5 separate regions of the Mus musculus genome follow, and all the other regions are linked to region 5. Evidence: chromatin contacts called from public HiChIP or PLAC-seq and promoter capture Hi-C data. All regions are on one chromosome and are shown on one strand. The core of a region is the stretch at or near the end of the contact, and the rest is flanking DNA. Distances in the headings are between cores, read along the strand shown. Region 1 holds the start of Oaf (out at first homolog). Region 2 holds the start of Grik4 (glutamate receptor, ionotropic, kainate 4). Region 3 has its middle 25 kb from the start of D630033O11Rik. Region 4 overlaps Trim29 (tripartite motif-containing 29). Region 5 holds the start of Arhgef12 (Rho guanine nucleotide exchange factor (GEF) 12).

The links. HiChIP or PLAC-seq counts read pairs in DNA pulled down with a chosen protein or histone mark. Capture Hi-C pulls out chosen DNA fragments and counts their contacts.
Region 1: a contact with region 5 is called in a promoter capture Hi-C map of adipose tissue. The contact joins the promoter of Oaf here to the promoter of Arhgef12 in region 5. A contact is called at or near these places in 6 of 484 Hi-C or Micro-C datasets (the G1E-ER4 cell line, embryonic stem cells, erythroid progenitors and 2 more), 10 of 115 datasets of contacts at active chromatin or transcription factors (embryonic stem cells, epiblast stem cells, extraembryonic endoderm stem cells and 4 more) and 3 of 9 other capture datasets (adipose tissue, liver and pancreatic islet).
Region 2: an H3K4me3 HiChIP or PLAC-seq map of embryonic stem cells shows a contact between it and region 5, with 22 read pairs. The contact joins the promoter of Grik4 here to the promoter of Arhgef12 in region 5. A contact is called at or near these places in 9 of 39 promoter capture datasets (the 3T3-L1 cell line, 3T3-L1-derived adipocytes, the C10 cell line and 5 more), 6 of 484 Hi-C or Micro-C datasets (LSK cells, the N1E-115 cell line, embryonic stem cells and 1 more), 4 of 115 datasets of contacts at active chromatin or transcription factors (embryonic stem cells and pancreatic cancer cells) and 2 of 9 other capture datasets (adipose tissue and pancreatic islet).
Region 3: a contact with region 5 is called in an HNF4G HiChIP or PLAC-seq map of pancreatic cancer cells. The contact joins the enhancer-like site here to the promoter of Arhgef12 in region 5. A contact is called at or near these places in 4 of 39 promoter capture datasets (the 3T3-L1 cell line, 3T3-L1-derived adipocytes and neural stem cells), 2 of 15 datasets of contacts at CTCF or cohesin (the NIH/3T3 cell line and embryonic stem cells), 14 of 115 datasets of contacts at active chromatin or transcription factors (craniofacial prominence, embryonic limb bud, embryonic midbrain and 5 more) and 3 of 9 other capture datasets (adipose tissue, liver and pancreatic islet).
Region 4: a FOXA1 HiChIP or PLAC-seq map of pancreatic cancer cells shows a contact between it and region 5. The contact joins the enhancer-like site here to the promoter of Arhgef12 in region 5. A contact is called at or near these places in 3 of 39 promoter capture datasets (cranial neural crest, frontonasal cranial neural crest and liver), 2 of 115 datasets of contacts at active chromatin or transcription factors (embryonic stem cells and pancreatic cancer cells) and 1 of 9 other capture datasets (adipose tissue).

What each region holds. Positions count from the first base shown.
Region 1 is chr9:43,238,291-43,241,457 of GRCm38.p6, forward strand. Oaf (out at first homolog) reads right to left here and starts at 1,526. Exons shown (of 4, transcript NM_178644.3): 1 at 1,017-1,526. The coding sequence starts at 1,283.
Region 2 is chr9:42,942,713-42,945,695 of GRCm38.p6, forward strand. It overlaps Grik4 (glutamate receptor, ionotropic, kainate 4), which reads right to left and starts at 1,659. Exons shown (of 21, transcript NM_175481.5): 1 at 1,615-1,659.
Region 3 is chr9:43,283,088-43,286,074 of GRCm38.p6, forward strand. No RefSeq gene overlaps it. Among named protein-coding and RNA genes, the nearest start is that of D630033O11Rik, 25 kb to the left of the region's middle. Within about 2 kb of position 1,409, at least 41 of the 459 cell types and tissues checked have an H3K27ac peak or open chromatin away from gene starts, as enhancers often do. A contact at or near this core is called in neural stem cells and pancreatic cancer cells, where this site is marked.
Region 4 is chr9:43,324,674-43,327,782 of GRCm38.p6, forward strand. It overlaps Trim29 (tripartite motif-containing 29), which reads left to right. Exons shown (of 9, transcript NM_023655.2): 5 at 134-235; 6 at 2,363-2,455. Among named protein-coding and RNA genes, the nearest start is that of Trim29, 15 kb to the left of the region's middle. Within about 2 kb of position 1,603, at least 39 of the 459 cell types and tissues checked have an H3K27ac peak or open chromatin away from gene starts, as enhancers often do. A contact at or near this core is called in adipose tissue and pancreatic cancer cells, where this site is marked.
Region 5 is chr9:43,104,255-43,107,062 of GRCm38.p6, forward strand. It overlaps Arhgef12 (Rho guanine nucleotide exchange factor (GEF) 12), which reads right to left and starts at 1,464. Exons shown (of 41, transcript NM_001359232.1): 1 at 925-1,464. The coding sequence starts at 956.

The DNA.
Region 1 (3,167 bases), core at 276-2,775, 130 kb after region 5:
GAGTGGATGATTAGAAGACTCTCCTCCCCCCAACCATGAGATAAGGTCTCACTCTGTAGCTCTGTATAGCCTTGAACTTGTGTTCCTCCTGTCTTAGGCTCCTGGGATGACTGGGGTGGCATTTCACTGTCTTTTCTTTCAGAGATTTCTGTTGTTGGGTCACCGTCACTCAGCACCCTGGAGTTCCATTTCTGGATAACTCTAACATCTCTTCTTCTCTCCATACCACCACACCCACACAGAGACAGAGACAGAGACAGAGACAGAGAGAGAGAGAGAGAGAGAGAGAGAGAGAGAGACGGGACGGGAGGGGGGCAGCTAAACTGTGGACTTCACCAGCCCCTGTCAGGCATGGGCGGAGACACCGACCACCCTTTCCAACTGAGGGGAACCTCCCCTTTTCTCTCCTCCCTTCCCCCAACTCTGCCTAGGTCCTCTGGCTCCCAAGTAGTTCAGCCCTTCAGGTTACAGAGGAGAGCTGCTACCAGACTTGGGAGGGACCAAGGGCAGACAGCTCTGCAGGGAAAGCGATCCCGGAATGGTGCTCCAGGCTGGAGGTCTTGAAACCGCTTCCTTGCCAAAGAACAGCGGAGTAAGGGAAACTAACTTCACACCAACACAACAGGGAGAGCCCAAGGTCCTCTTGCCACCTGTGGATTTCCCCTTTAGTCACAGAGGCAGTGGCAAGAAAGGAGGCCTTGTTAACAAGAACTTTTGTCGGAGTGTCAGCTTGGAGTGCTGAGGAGGGAGCGGGCTTTGAAGCCGGTCAGTGCGTGAGAAGGGCCTTGGTTACTCAGAGCCAAGCAACAAAAAAGCTAGAGGGGTTCACGAAAGAGAATAAAGACCGGGATCTGGGTGCCAGAGAGTGGGCAGCGAGTTAGAGAGGTGACCTTGGGCATGTCACGTTCCCCTTTCGGCACTGCGTTTCTCTTCTGCGGGCTTGAGGGTTCCTGGGACGCCCGACAGCTTGCCCGCCCTCCGTGGTGGGTGGGACAGGACTCTTGATGGTACCTCACCTTCTTGAAATCCGCGATGAAGGAGATGAGAGTGCCGTCGGGTTTGCGCAGATCAAGGCTGATGCTGTCCGCGTCGCTGTCCGCCTGTAGACTCTCCTCGATCACCTGGCTGTCGGGCAGTCTCACTCGGACCCGCAGCTCGGCCGGAGCGCCGCTGCCCGCGCCCACGCCGTGCAGCGCCCCAAGCAGCAGCGGCGACAGCAGCAGCAGCAGCAGCGGCAGCGCGGGGCGCGCCGAGGGGACGTCGCGGCAGCCAGGGGGCCGCATCCCCGGGGCCCCCGGCGCGCCGCGTGGGGGAGGGGAGACGCGCCTACAAAGTTTGCTCGAAGTTGGGGGTCCGGTTCGGGGATTCCCGGCAGTCCCCTACTTCTAGAGGGGAGACTCAACCCGGAGGTTCCCCACGACGTGCAGCGAATTCACGTGGGCCGCGTACAGCCACGCACCCCGAGTCCCGGACGGCGCCCCCCGTGCGTGTCCCCTAGCCGCCCCGATTCCTGAGCTCCGGACTCCGTTCAGCACTTTTCATTCAATCCCACCCCCCGTCACTTCCTTCAGAAAACAGAAACCACCAGGACCTGCCTTAAAGAGACCGCGCACCTCTTGGCCCTTAAAGGGACCGCAGTGGCCCAGAGAGGGGCGGGGATTGGGGACCACGGGGCTCAGCCGCTTTGTGGTCTAGGCTGGCTTTCTCTGGATCCCTCCCTCCCGCCGCGCCCCGTCACCGGCCGGGCCTTGTCCAGAGTTTGCGCTCCGGGCAAATCCCTTCCTCCCATTAAGGGCGGGACGGGTGACTCCCCCGCCCCCTACACCCCTCTGGCTTGTTCTGGTGCCACGTGGATGAAATAATCGGGCTTGGGTTTTCAGAGGTTTTGCTTAGTCTTTTAGTTTCTCTGACACAGCGAATTTCTCAAAAGCGGCTGGGGGAAAAAATCAGGCCTCACCTAGCATTCTGGTCTTTTCCTAGGTCGGGGAGTGCAATTAGGGGTTGAGGGCCATCTGTGCATCCATCAGGTGTGAGCTGTTTTTGTAAGTGAGGCGGCCAATCTGGATGCGGCCATCAAGGAGCTTAACACTTTATGAGCCGTTATTCAGTTTTCTCTCCTGTGTTCAGTCAGCCTTTCTCCAGCCCAGCCCACCGCTCAGGGCCTCTGCTCTTTCCGATAACGGAAGCACCAATCAAGGGCCACAAAAAGACACTCCTGCTGTGCCAGAGACTCCAATAAGCTGAGTGAAGACTTGGGGAGCAGGATTCCCCTCTGGTTGGTGACACACAAGCATACTTTGAAAATTGTTTGAGCCTAACTGTCTGCTAGTGAACACAGAGGGTTGGGCGTCCCTGGAGATAAGGCCCCCTGGGCATGGCCAGGACCATTGTTTCTCCTGTCCATTGCCACTTCTGTTTGTTCCAGGTGCCCTGTGGTCTCTAGGGTCTTGATGACAGATGGTTGAAACTGTGCCTCCCCACTCCACCCCCTTCATCTTTCCTTCCTAGGGGATCTCTAGCACATGATCCACCCCCAACTAGCATGAGCCCGTCCTTTGGAACACATATAGGACTGAAGGGGACTTAAGATGTCCTCCATCAGCTAGAGAAAGTACCCAAGGAGCTGAAGGGATCTGCAACCCTATAGGTGGAACAACATTATCAACTAACCAGTACCCCCGGAGCTCTTGACTCTAGCTGCATATGTATCAAAAGATGGCCTAGTCGGCCATCACTGGAAAGAGAGGCCCATCGGACTTGCAAACTTCATATGTCCCAGTACAGGGGAATGCCAGGGCCAAAAAGTGGGGGTGGGTGGGTGGGTGGGAGGGTATGGGAGACTTTTGGGATAGCATTGAAAATGTAAATGAGGAAAATACCTAATAAAAAAATGAGAATTAAAAAAAGATGTCCTCCATCTCACTCGGGGCTTCCTAAATTTGCCCTACTTCAACTGTCACTTTGATATTCATTATGACACAGCTTCCAGGATCCTTAAGCCTATAGGTTCAGACTTTCTGGGAGAGGACAGGGAGGCAGCCCTGGCAACAAGGTCCAGTGTGGTGCTTGATAAGCCAGAGGTTGGTAGACACTTGGTCCTTGACAGCATCTTTATGGGGAAGCACCTGGCTCGAGGAGTATCTTTTCCTCACTCTGGGGAGTTGGGG
Region 2 (2,983 bases), core at 409-2,908, 160 kb before region 5:
ATACATCCAGCCAGTGAGGAAAATAATAAACCTGATTAACGATGAAGCATGAGCCACGGCCTCCGCAAAGAAAGCCAGCCTGAAGAGGCCCGGCGGAATTCCAGGGGCTTCCTTCCCTGGCAGAGCTGGAACTCAGCCGACCTCTCCAGCCCCTTGCCACCACTAGGACACTCCAGGATCAAAGCAAGACAGGATTGCTCCCTCTCAAGCCACACCCCTGCAGCTCTGACCCAGGGACTACAAGGCTAGCTTTTCCAGGTGCTCCCAAAAGGGACACTACCACCAGACGACCCACTGGAGCCAAAAAGAAGATAGTTCTCTTTGTCCCTGGCAGGGCTCAGATCCTCTTGGCCAACCCTCAGCCCTCCTGCCCTGGTCTCAAGAGATACCTACTTGTCAGGCACAGTGGCCAGGCCCAGCCAGAGTTCCCCTCCTCTTTCCAGACAGCCCAGGCCCCTGGGAGACATGCCCAGAAGAGCCACTGGAGGGAGGCAGGGAGGTGGCACCGCGTGGCATCACCAGACAACAGCACCAAGAGGAAGATGGCAGCATCAAGTACAGATGCCAAGAACCACACAGCCCAAGGTCCAAGAGGGGACCAGCTCAGCCTGCATAGCCTGGCTACAGCCAGGCAACCTGGCCCGCGTGCCTTGTCTATCCCTTTGGTCGCGCCTCCCCCAACCCCAAAGCCCTGGGCCAACTCTCCCCAGGCTCCACCTCCTCCCTCACTTTCCTCAGCTCCAGGGAGCCCAGGGAGGGAGGCACAGGTGCTCTTGGCGCCTTGGACAAACCCCCTGTCCCAGCCGTCACCAGGGCGCCTTCCACCCCAAGCTGGGTCGGAACCACTCCGGCTCTGCCCGGTCCTCACTAAAGAACATCTCCTTAGCTCCCCTCCCCCTCCACTGATCCCCTTCCCCCTCCAGCGCCCAATGCAGGTCTCCAGAGTTTTTCCCTTACTTCCCACTCGGGTGAACTAGGGTGGGATGGCTAAGAGGCCCATTAGTCGCAAGAAGGAGGGTCATTTCTGATAGGACGCTGGCTTGGCCCAAAGCAAGACGGCGTGCAGGGTTGGGGGTGTGGTGGTGGCCGGAGTCCAGGGCCCGAGCAGGGGTGGTCAAGACAGATGGCAAAGAGGGAAGGGAGAAGGGGGCTCAGAAGCCGGGCTGGTCTGATGGAAGACTGTGGCGGGCAAGAGCGGCCCGTAGGAGAAGCCGAGGGTGACGAGGCGGGGTAGAATCGCCAGTGTCGGGAAGGGGCCGTCATCCCTGCAGGGGGCAGAGGCTGGGCTGGGAGTTGGACTGGGAAGAGGGAGGATCACAGAAGGAGGATCGGAGCGGAGGAGAGGAGGCGCAGGGGGAAGCAGGCAGGGATGGAGACTAGGGGAAGTACGGGGCAAGGTGGCGGGGGCTCAGCGGAGAATCCGGGGTCGCAGGCATCAGAGTGCAGGGGACTGGGCAGCTGGAGGCGGGAGCGGGGCCAGGCAGGGTGCGGGCCGCGGCCCGGAGGGAGCTAGCGGCGGAGACGTCAGAAGTCGGGGTGCGGCGCAGCCCCGGGGGGCGCGGGGAGACAGCGTAGGGCGCCGGTCGGGGGCGGCGCGGGGGCTGCTGCCCTTACCTGGGCGGCTCCGCACTCCGGGCGCCAAGCTGGGGACCCGACGTTGCTCGGCCGGCGGCCCGGCTGTTGTTTTCCCTTTTTTTTTTTTTTTTCTTTTTTTTTTTTTCTTCCGCAGCGGCGGCGGCGGCGGCTCCAGCTCGATCCGCCAGCAGCCGAAGGCAGAGTCTGTGTCCGGCTGCGAGCGAGCCGGGAGCGGGCAGCGCGGGAGGCGCGCGGAAAGGCGCTGAGGCGCCGCCCGGCGGGCAGTGAGGGAACTGCGGCGGTCCCGCACGCGGCCGGCCGGGGAGGGGGCGTCCCTTCCGGGCCGCGGCCGCCGGAGTCTCCGCTCGCCGGCGGGGTCTTTAGCTGGGGACCCGGACCTAGGTAGCCGAGCGGCGAGGCGGGGAGGCCGGAACAGACAGAGCCAAACTTGCAGCTTCCCTGATCCGGACGATCGGGAGACGGCGGGCCGGGGATGGGGGGGCTCCGGGTGGGCGCTGCAGAGGACTGACCCCCAAGTGAGGAGCTGGGGTACACTTCACCATCCAGCGCCAAGGGGCAGCCCGCCCTGGTCCGCAGGAGTTATTAGCTTGGCCTGCTTCGGTGGGCGAAGGGCGACTCCTGGTGGCGTTTTAGGGGCCAGACCTAGGGGACGAGGCGTAGAGACTGCGGCCTCCTCGGTGGTGGCGCGGAGCTGGGTGAAGCTTTGCTTTAGCAAGGCCAGATAGACCACAATGTTTCAGGAGGCCGAAGAACCACAGCTCACGTTTGGAAGTCTACTGGTTTGTGCACACAGACCTCCTGGGAGAAGTTGTCACTTTATGCTACACATAAGGAAACCTCGGCCTAGGAAAGGTGAAAGACCTAGCCTTCACCAGGAGCTGGGGGCTGGACCAAGAGAGAACCAAGCTACTTGGTTTGAGGGATCATTTGGCCACATCATAGCAGCCTTGGGGTGGGTGGGTGGGGGGCTAGAAAAGGAGAGGGCAGAGGAGCAGGAGGCCTCAGGGGGTCAAGTGACTTCCTCAAACCGATTAGTTCCTCATTTCAAACCCAGAGTCTTAGCCGTAGACAAACCCGGAAAGCATCTAAGCCAGCCTCCCAATCGTCTCCCACTCTTCCTTCACACCTAACCACCTGCTTACCCTAAAGTCTCCACGAAGGGGCTGTTCTAGGCATTCTTGGTTGGTTCTAGGGCCTGGGAGGACAATATACACGGACTACAGGATATTTGTTGACACTCCCTATATCATGCCGGGAGGGCAGCAGAGCTGAGTTACCTGCTTGGGGGGCTGGGGGGGGTGGCGATTGTGGTTGTAAGAGCCTGTTCTCTCTCCCACCTCCTCTCCCAGACTGGACTTTATGAGTGCTCTGTTGGCACAGGACCGGC
Region 3 (2,987 bases), core at 159-2,658, 180 kb after region 5:
AGCGTCCTCTATTGTGGCCTTTGCAGAGGCACTGTAGGAAGCACCCCTCTCTCCTCTACATTCACAGTGGCTTCACACAGCCAGCCAGTCTCTCCAGTCAGGTCCTCCACACAGCTCTGGGAGCCAGCCTTCCTGGCCTCCTGCTCCAGTCCTGATCTGTTAGTAGCCAGCCTTCACCTACCCTGGCTCCCGACCTCCTTAACTGCAGAATCCCTGGCTCTTTCTTCTCTGTTAGCACCCTGGAATAGGTCGCACCTGGACTAGGAAGCAGGCAATTCCAAGGTCAAGTGTGGCTTTTTGGGAGAATGGCTGTGCTCATGTGACCTCTGCTGACTTCAGAGTGGCTTTGGAAAAGCTTATCAACCTAGCTTCAGTGTCCGCACCTTGGCAATCAACATTTCTATTGCAATAAAGGACTTCCAGAATGGTTCCTATTTACATAGGCTTGTGGAATCTCTCATTATACCTCTTCTGATGACCATCACAGAGGGGCTTCTAAGAACATGTGAGATACGGGGAACTAGAAGCCAGCAGTCATGATGCCAGACTGAGAGGGGTCCCAGAGCAAGGCCTGAGCCTGTCTCCAAGCTGACAAAGGCTCGCAGAGGACCTAGAGTCTCCTTAGGCTTTTTTCCTTTCTTCTTCCTTTTCCATCATCCCCTCCTCATTTGGACACAAGGTCTCATGTAGTCCAGACTGAGTAGTAAGAGTCTCCATCTCTTACTGCCCTTGTCTCTACCTCCACATTCTGAATTACAGGTCTGCACCTTGGCTTTAAGCTCTTTCTCTCTCTCTTATTTTTGTGAAACAGGGTCTTCCTATGTAGTTATGGCTGGTCTCGAACTCAGCAATCCACCTGCCTTAGCCTCCCATGTACTGGGATTACAGGTCTGAACTATCATACCTAGTTGCTTCTCTTCTCTCTCTTTCCTTTCCTCTTCTCTTGCCATGACCCCTTGCTTCTCTTCATCATTATCATTGTTGTGATTATTATTATTCCCCTCAATGTTTTGGCTCAGGGTCTTGCTCTGCAGCCCCCGCTGATCTGGAACTATGTAACATTGGTTGGCCCCAAACTAATGGCGCGCTTCCACTGTTCGGTAGTGAGCACTTCATCTTGTTCTTTAGGCTTTTTCCCGCGGCTGGATGGGAGCTTTGACACTGGCCAGAGGCTTTCAATAGATCACAAAGATGGTGAGATCGAGAAAGGTCAGAGAGGAAGCCACCTAGGGCTTTAGGCTAGGGGCCTTTATGGGAAGCAAGACTTCTGTTCCAGGCCACCCAGCTGTCCTCAGGCCTTGCTGGAGAAAGAGTCTGACAAAGCAGACGTAGGCTGGAACCAGACCCAGCGCAGGGAGGAGTTGGCTGAGCCTGCCCTGGGAGGCTGGTTGAGCGGTGGTGTGGAGACACCCTGTGGTAAAAATGGGTACTACACTTTGGTTCACTGCAGGGCCTGGGAGCAAAGCCTTGCTGGTGTTAAAGGCAGAGCCCATTCACGCGCCACCAGCCCCTACAGGAGAGGAGCAATGGCCCAAGCTCAGCTACTGCCCACCTTCTAGTTGCACTTTCTAGAAGTCTTCCATTACCCCACAAAGCCTCAGTTTCTTCACCTGTGAAATGGGATGTACCAGCAGGTTGTGCCAGTCAAGGGGACAGATGCTTAGCCCAAGGTCTAGCATGGAACACCAGCCAAAGAAAGGCTGGCCATTGCTAGAAAGGGGACCGCTTTCCCAATGCCACATAGTTAGAAGGGAACTTACTGTGTTTTACTGGAAGCAGAGTTTGGACCCCAAGCCGATAATGGTTCGTAGGATGGAGAGAGTTATATACCATCTCAGGTGAGGCAAGAGAAAGTTGAATGGCCACATCTGTTTGTTTGTTTGTTTTTGGTTTTGTTTTGGCAAGCCTGCTCTGCAAACAGGAGAAGCAGATCTGTGTCACCTGGGATGATTTGGAATGACTGTGACCCTTCTATTCTTAAACAGGAGACAATGAGCTGTAGTGATCTCAGTGGCTTGGGCAACTCGAGTTAGAGCCATGGAGCTAGATGCTACCCCAGTCCTCTATTCCAGACTTAGCTAGGGTGTGACTGTTGTCTTCACTCTTTTGAGTCCCTTTGCCACCTGCCCAGCCCCTATAGGAGTGTCCTAAGGGACCTTGGCCCAGATATCTTCCCTTCCTCTCCCCTATGCACGCTTCTTCAAGGAGGAAATTGTTTGAGAAAAAGTCAGGTGTGGCCTTATGCATCTGTGGCTCTGATCATGTGCCCTAACTGTTTTCAGGGGAGCTGGCTCCACACCAGCCCTTGTTTTCTCCCTTCATCCTGAAGAGGAGCAGCCGGAGCCAAGAATGATCTGGGTAAATCAAGCAGCCACCGGCTGGGTGATTCAGGGCCCTGGGGGTGGGGTGGCCTCCTGCGCTGGGATCCTGCCCAGAAGCAGGGTGGGACCTCTCCTTGTAACATGCTGGAGCTGGCCCAAGGAGTTGGGGCTCCTGAGCCAGTGTCCTGGAGCTCAGGTGCCAATGGTCTCCCTGCCCTACCTGTTCCCACTCCTGGGACCCTTTGCTAGCTGGCCTTGGCAGGGCTTGTCCCTTGTCTGTATACATCTGTGATGGGTAAGGGGGCTGAGATGTGGCCACAGTATGCCAGGCAGCCCATCCTGATGGATCATACCTGGCACTGGCCAACGTGGGCTGCAGGCAGCAACCTGGATCCTGGGGTCTATGCTCCTAAGCATTGTAGAGGTGGGATTTGAACCCAGGTCAGCTGAGTCCGTACTTACTACATTGTACCTGTCAGCTCTTGTGTTTGGCTTTGAATAGAGAGTGAGGCTGTCGGTTAGGTTGAGGGAGAGCCGGGGCAGGGAAAGGCGTTGCAAGTTTGGGTAGTAATAGGGACTTAGGGAAATGGGCGAGGTTGGGAAGAAGGGAACCAGTGTGGTTGGCGATTTTTGTGGAAGACCAGAATTCTTAGCCAGAGGTTAGAG
Region 4 (3,109 bases), core at 353-2,852, 220 kb after region 5:
AGTAGCTCACTGGAGGAGCCGGGTGCACGTGGACACCGTGTCGTCATGTTCTCTGTGAGGGTTTGACTCTCCCTGTGGGCTAGCTCCTCTTCCCCATCTCTCCTGCTGCTGACCCACCCACCCTCTCTTCCAGGTGGGGACCATCGCTACATGAACAGCTACACCAGCAGCTATGGGAACGAGTGGAGCACGCCTGACACCATGAAAAGATACTCCATGTACCTCACGCCCAAGGGTGAGGGAGTGTGCTACCAACGGTAGCCGTTCAAAGCCCCTCTCGGACTGGTGCTTCCTGGGCAGAGTGACGGTGACTCAGTGTGTCTGGCACCTGCATCGGTGCTTCCGTTCACTCAGGGGTGACACATGTCCTGGTTTGGTGGCAGGTTATTCAGCGCCCTGCTCGTTAGATGCATCAGTCCCCTAAAGCGGCTCGTCACTCCTGTAGCCTCTGTCCTTCAGAGTGTCTTCCAGACTCTACTCTGGCGGGCCAGAGCTGTGTAGAACTTCTGCCCAAGTTGCAAGCAGTGAGCCCTGGGTAGGGCTGCTGCCTCCAGGGCCAGTCTGCCCCTCTGCATTTTCCTCGGAGTCACCTGCCTCCTTAGCCTGCCCTCCAGGGGGGACAGCCTAGGCCAGGGTTTGCCTGTCCTTGGTTCAGAATAGTCTGGAACATTCTTAGAGGCCAGCAACAAAACACAACAGTGCATGTTGCTATAAGGGTGGGTGTCCCAGGCCACAGGCCCAGGGTAGAGGGGGTATGCAGGTGGCTGTGGGAGCCAGGCAGTCTAGAGAAAAGTGGGGGTGCTAGAGAATGGAGGGTGGAGCGGGAGGGGGAAGATCTGGAAAGGTGTTTAGCTGGAGAGGCTCTGAGCAGTTGCTGACAGATAGATAAATCCACAGGACTCGGGATTGGAAGAAATGAGCTCATCAGACAGGAAGTTCTGCACCCCGCCTTTCTTAACAACACATGGACTTTCTGGAAGGTTCTAGGCAGCAGAGAGGTGCCAGGATTTCCCCTCTGACATCCCTGGGGTGAACCAGGCTCTGACATCAGTCCTGTCCCCTCTCTCTGCCCAGACCTCCACTCTTACTTAGCCAGTTCCATGAAAGGACAAACTGTGCTGGCCAGATCCCCAACATCTCTCTCCTTAAAAGTCCCTGTCTGCCTCTTACCAGCCTGGTCTCTCTGCTTCCAGCCCTGTGTGGTTAAGGGCTAGCCAGATGACAGTGTCTGAACCCCACTGATGGGGCCATCCAGTCTCCACTGGCTTCGGCTCGATACTCTCTGCATAAGGGAGACCCAGGGACAGAGTGGTCCAACTGCTGTTCACCAGGTGTAGGGAGTGCAACCTCTTACAACAGCTCCCTGAGAGTGCCAGGCTGAATCAGCCTGAGGCTGGTCACTGTTCCCTCTGGCCTGTGTCCTTCTGTGTGAAGAGAGGCAGTGAGACTCCAGGACTAGGAGCTTTTCTGACTTTGACTCTGGGCCTGTGAGTCAGTTGTGTGACATCTATAGGTAAAAGAAACAGGTTCTTCTGGTGTCCCTGCCCTGTGGGGACAAGATTGGTAGGGCACCTGCAACTCCCAGGCTCAGGGTAGAGGAGAGGCATGGGAGGAGCTGTGAAGACGTCAAGAGGACCAGAGAAATGGGGCCACCGAAGGCTGAGCCTGGAAGCTTAGAGTGACTATGACCCCCTCCCTTGGAGAAATTAGTTCCCAGGCTCAGGAAGGAGAGCTTTCTGCCCAGTGGAGAGGGCAGGGCTGTGATGGCAAAGGATGGACAGGCAGGGCAGGGCCGGGTGAGTCAGCAGTGGGTTGGGTGTACGGAGTCTAGGCGAGAGGTTAGAGACAACAGGAGGGCCCTGACTGGGGCCTGTGTGGGAGCACAATGCGGAGAGCAGGGAGAAGCCACAGGCTGTGTTGACAGGAGATCCAAGCTGGTCCATTAGCCTTCGTAGGAGGCTAGGTCATTGCGGGAGGACACAAAACCTCCACCCCTCCCCCCACTGTTGTCATGCTTCTTCTTCCTCCTATGACCCCAGCCTCTGCAGTGCAGGAGCGTCGCGTCTCAGCCTCCTGCTCTCAAAACTCCTCCATAGAGTGACCTAGCATCTTAGCGCACCCAGGACACCCAGAAGTCTAGTACTCTGGGCACTGCAGCCAATAATGTCCCCTCTGCTTTCCAAAGGGTCCCCTTCTGGGTGATGAGTTTTGTGACTACCTCAGGCTAGACCCAGGGACTGTTCCTAATGGAAGAGTTCAAAGGGCTCTGGGGGGAGGGGGATGTTTAGGATACTAAGATCCCCCTCAGCAAGTGGGAGTCCACAGGTCCCAGTTGAGTCAGGACCATGTTTCTGCCCCACAGGTGGGGGCCGGACATCCTACCAGCCATCCTCGCCTAGCCGCCTCTCCAAGGAGACCAACCAGAAGAATTTTAACAATCTGTATGGCACAAAAGGTAGGTGGGGACTCAGCTTACAGTAGGCAGGGGCAGTGTAGGTGTGCAGGTGGGAACCTGGGATGGTGGTGCCACGGCTGAGTCACGGATGGAATGTCTTGACTACCCAGTAAAAGACAAATGTAGGAAGTGAGGGAGCAGGATGGGTCTCCTGAGCCGAGAGAGAGAGAGAGAGAGAGAGAGAGAGAGAGAGAGAGAGAGAGAGAAAGAGAGAGAGAGAACTGCACTGGCTTATGCAGAACTGCATGATGTCATCGGTTAGGCTGGGGAGGAGCTAGTAAGACTCTGCATCTTTAAAAATCCCCAGGCCGCTTGTTCTTTTCATCCCTGAAGGATGAGTTGTGGGAGTGGGGTGAGTGTCTACTCTGAGGTTAGTTGTGGCAGCCTCTCCTAGTGAGCATCAGGACTGAAGGCCCACGAACCTGAGCTGACTTCTGCACTTGCTGTGCAGTGGCTAAAATGAGATGCAACTGGAAGGGAAAGCCTGACCTGACACACGTGTCTGGAAATCACAACAGCTCCTTATACAGTACTGGGTGTGGGGGAGGGGGTGCCTTTCCCAGGGGAGCTGTCAGATACATCCTGCACCGCGTGCTCCAGGTCAGGATCGTGGTGTGCTCACGAAGCCTCTGTTTTGGGGGGGGCCTGATCTTG
Region 5 (2,808 bases), core at 214-2,713:
TTTGTTTTGTTTTGTTTTATGACAACAATTTGAGAAAAAAAAACAACAAGATAAAATTTGGAAGTAACATGCAATGTCATAATTTAGTTGAGGAATAAAATATGCTAAAGGAAGCAACTTGCTTTCACTAAAAAGAACTCAAAGGACCTCTTTAAGAACTACACTTGGACTACATACTCTACACACCACACCGTGTCACCCGATTAACAAACAAGATCCACCTGCCATGCCTAAACCAGAGCTAGAGTTTACATCTTTAAATGCTAGGGCTTCTGAAAGATGAAATGTTAAAAAAAAAAAAAAAAAAAAAAAGAATAATTAGAAGCAGGCCCCATGATTTTTCCCTCATTTCCTTTAGCTCCTGGAAACTGTCCCCAGCAAGAACCCGTGATTTACTGGTAATGTCAACATTCTGGAAAATTAGGTAATTAATAATTAAACACTGTGCAGGTCAACACGTAAAAAGATCAGAGTCACAAATCACAATGCAGCAGGATGAAAATTAAGTTCACAGACAGAAACTCCTAAAATTGTGAGTCTAGAACTACCACAGGACAGGAATCCACCCGATGATGCACCAGTACCCACCGACCTCAAGCTCTGACCTTCACCCAAAATGACCTCCCTCTGGTTCCAAAACGAGTACACAATCTTAATGCACCCGACAGAAAACCACAATCATGGTTTTCCTTCATTTCCTCTGAGAATATGGGGGAAAGTTTCTCTCCCAAAAAAACCTGCATTTCCAAATTCAATCAACCGGTTAACTTGGCAGCAACCCTAGACTAATTGCACAGCTCCGAAACAACCCTCTTTCCTATGCCTGTCAATTGCACTAGCTGAAGGCAAATCTGCATCACCGACTCCCCTGCTGCGTGGGACCGAATCCAGGGAAGGTTAGCGACCGAGGAACTTCATACCCACCTGTCCGTGATAGTAGACTGTGTGCCACTCATTGGGGCCCTTGGCGAGAGGTCTTCTTTTTATCCAACTTGCATTTTACAGTAACACCTCCACACCCCACCCCCAGTGCTCTGGGATCAGGCCCAATTTCGGCAGGGACACAAAAGTCCAACTCAAAACTCCATTCAGTCATCTAGAACATCCGATTGCAAGGGGTCAAGGAAAGGGGATGCGGGCTGAGGCAAAACAAGTTATCTCCCCAAACAAACCGAGCAAGTCGGCCACAAGGCGAGCTCAAGAACTAAGAACGATCCTCAGCAAGGCACGGAGAGAAAACTTCGTCACAGAGGGAAGTCGCGAGCCGTAGGACGGGAACCGGGATCCCTCCGGAGCTGGGGCAGGATCGGCTCAGGGACGGGCGTCGGCTTCGGTCCCGAGTCGGCGGGGCCCGGCCCTCGGGTCCCCGCTCTATCTGGGGCTGCGGGCCACTCGTGGCCGCAGCCTCCGCCGCGTCTCACACCGTCCCGCGCCGGACTCGCGCCGCCCCATGTCCCCGGGCCGAGGGCCCTGAGCTGCTCCGCGCCGCCCCCACCCGGCTCCGGCCGCCGCGCTGACAGGGACCCTGTCTCAGCGCCCGGGGCAGCTCCCCATCCCTCGGAGGCCCCCGCGCTTCTTCCGCAGTGGCACGGCGGCTCCTCCCCGACGCTCTGGTAGGCGGCGGCTCCCGCGAGGAGCGGGAGGTCTCGGCCCGGCCCGGAAGCCCGGCCCCCGAGCAGCGGCGGCGGCGGTGGCGGTGGAGGCTCGGTGCGCAGGGCCGTTCGCCCGGTCTCAGGGGCACTCGCGGGAGCGCGCCCAGGGTGGAGGGGGCCGCCGGCGGTGACGAGCCTTGCGACCGCTGCGGGCGGGCGCGCGCGCGGGTTCCGGTTCCGGTTCTGTCCCCTCGGCCCGGCGCGACTGGAGCGCGCCGAGCCGTCCCCTCCCCCGCCGACTTTTTTGGGCCCTTCTCCCTGGGACTTCGGGAAGCCGCTTCACCCGGGATCCCTCCGCTTCCCGGACTCTCCAAACTTGAGCAGATACTTCCGCTCAGTGCTGTCGCGGGGGATAGAGGGAAGCGAAAAAGTAGTTCTGTGTGGCGAAGCGGGCACTGCTGCCTTCTTGCCCCTCGAATGCTCTCGAGGTGCAGCCCACAGTGTACAATCCACCCGGGACAGCAGAGGAGCCATTCCACAGTCTCGAGGAGTTCACGTTTAGAGGTTCTTCGGAACTCCCGGGCTGGAAACTTTTATTCTTTAAGAGAATGTATTCGTTCCCGGTGTCAAATGCTTTTGATGACTGCGTGCGAGCCCAGGTCCACGGGCCCCCGACAGTGTTAGGCAAACCTGCGCGCGCGCGCACACACACACACACACACACACACACACACACAGGTTTTGGGGTGAGCCAATCACCTGGGGCACCTGCTGGCCTAGTCCCACAGCACGGAGGGGAAAGGGGTGGGGGGATGGCCAGAAGAGGCTGTGGAGAAAGGATCTGGGCCCACACTTAAGCCAGGAGTTCCTGATATAAATATTGCTTTTAGGCTGTTTTGCCTTGGCAAAATGAACTGTATTGTTTGCCAAATTGAGAACGCATGGTGCTTTCCACAGCAAGTTAATAAGCGTGTTGTGAAAAGAGATGGAAGAAGTAATACATCTGTCCGGTAAACAGCACAGCACGAGGGATCCCTTTGAAGAGTTCCCAAATGTTTTCTGGTTTCTCTTTCGATGGGGTAGAGACATTCAGCTAACCATGTAGTTTTCTGATTGAATAAATCTGTCCCTGAGGAAATGAGGGACCACGACACAATATAGTTCTCCAATTCTGCCTGTAAACATCAAGCGACTATTCCTTTTATACAATTATCTT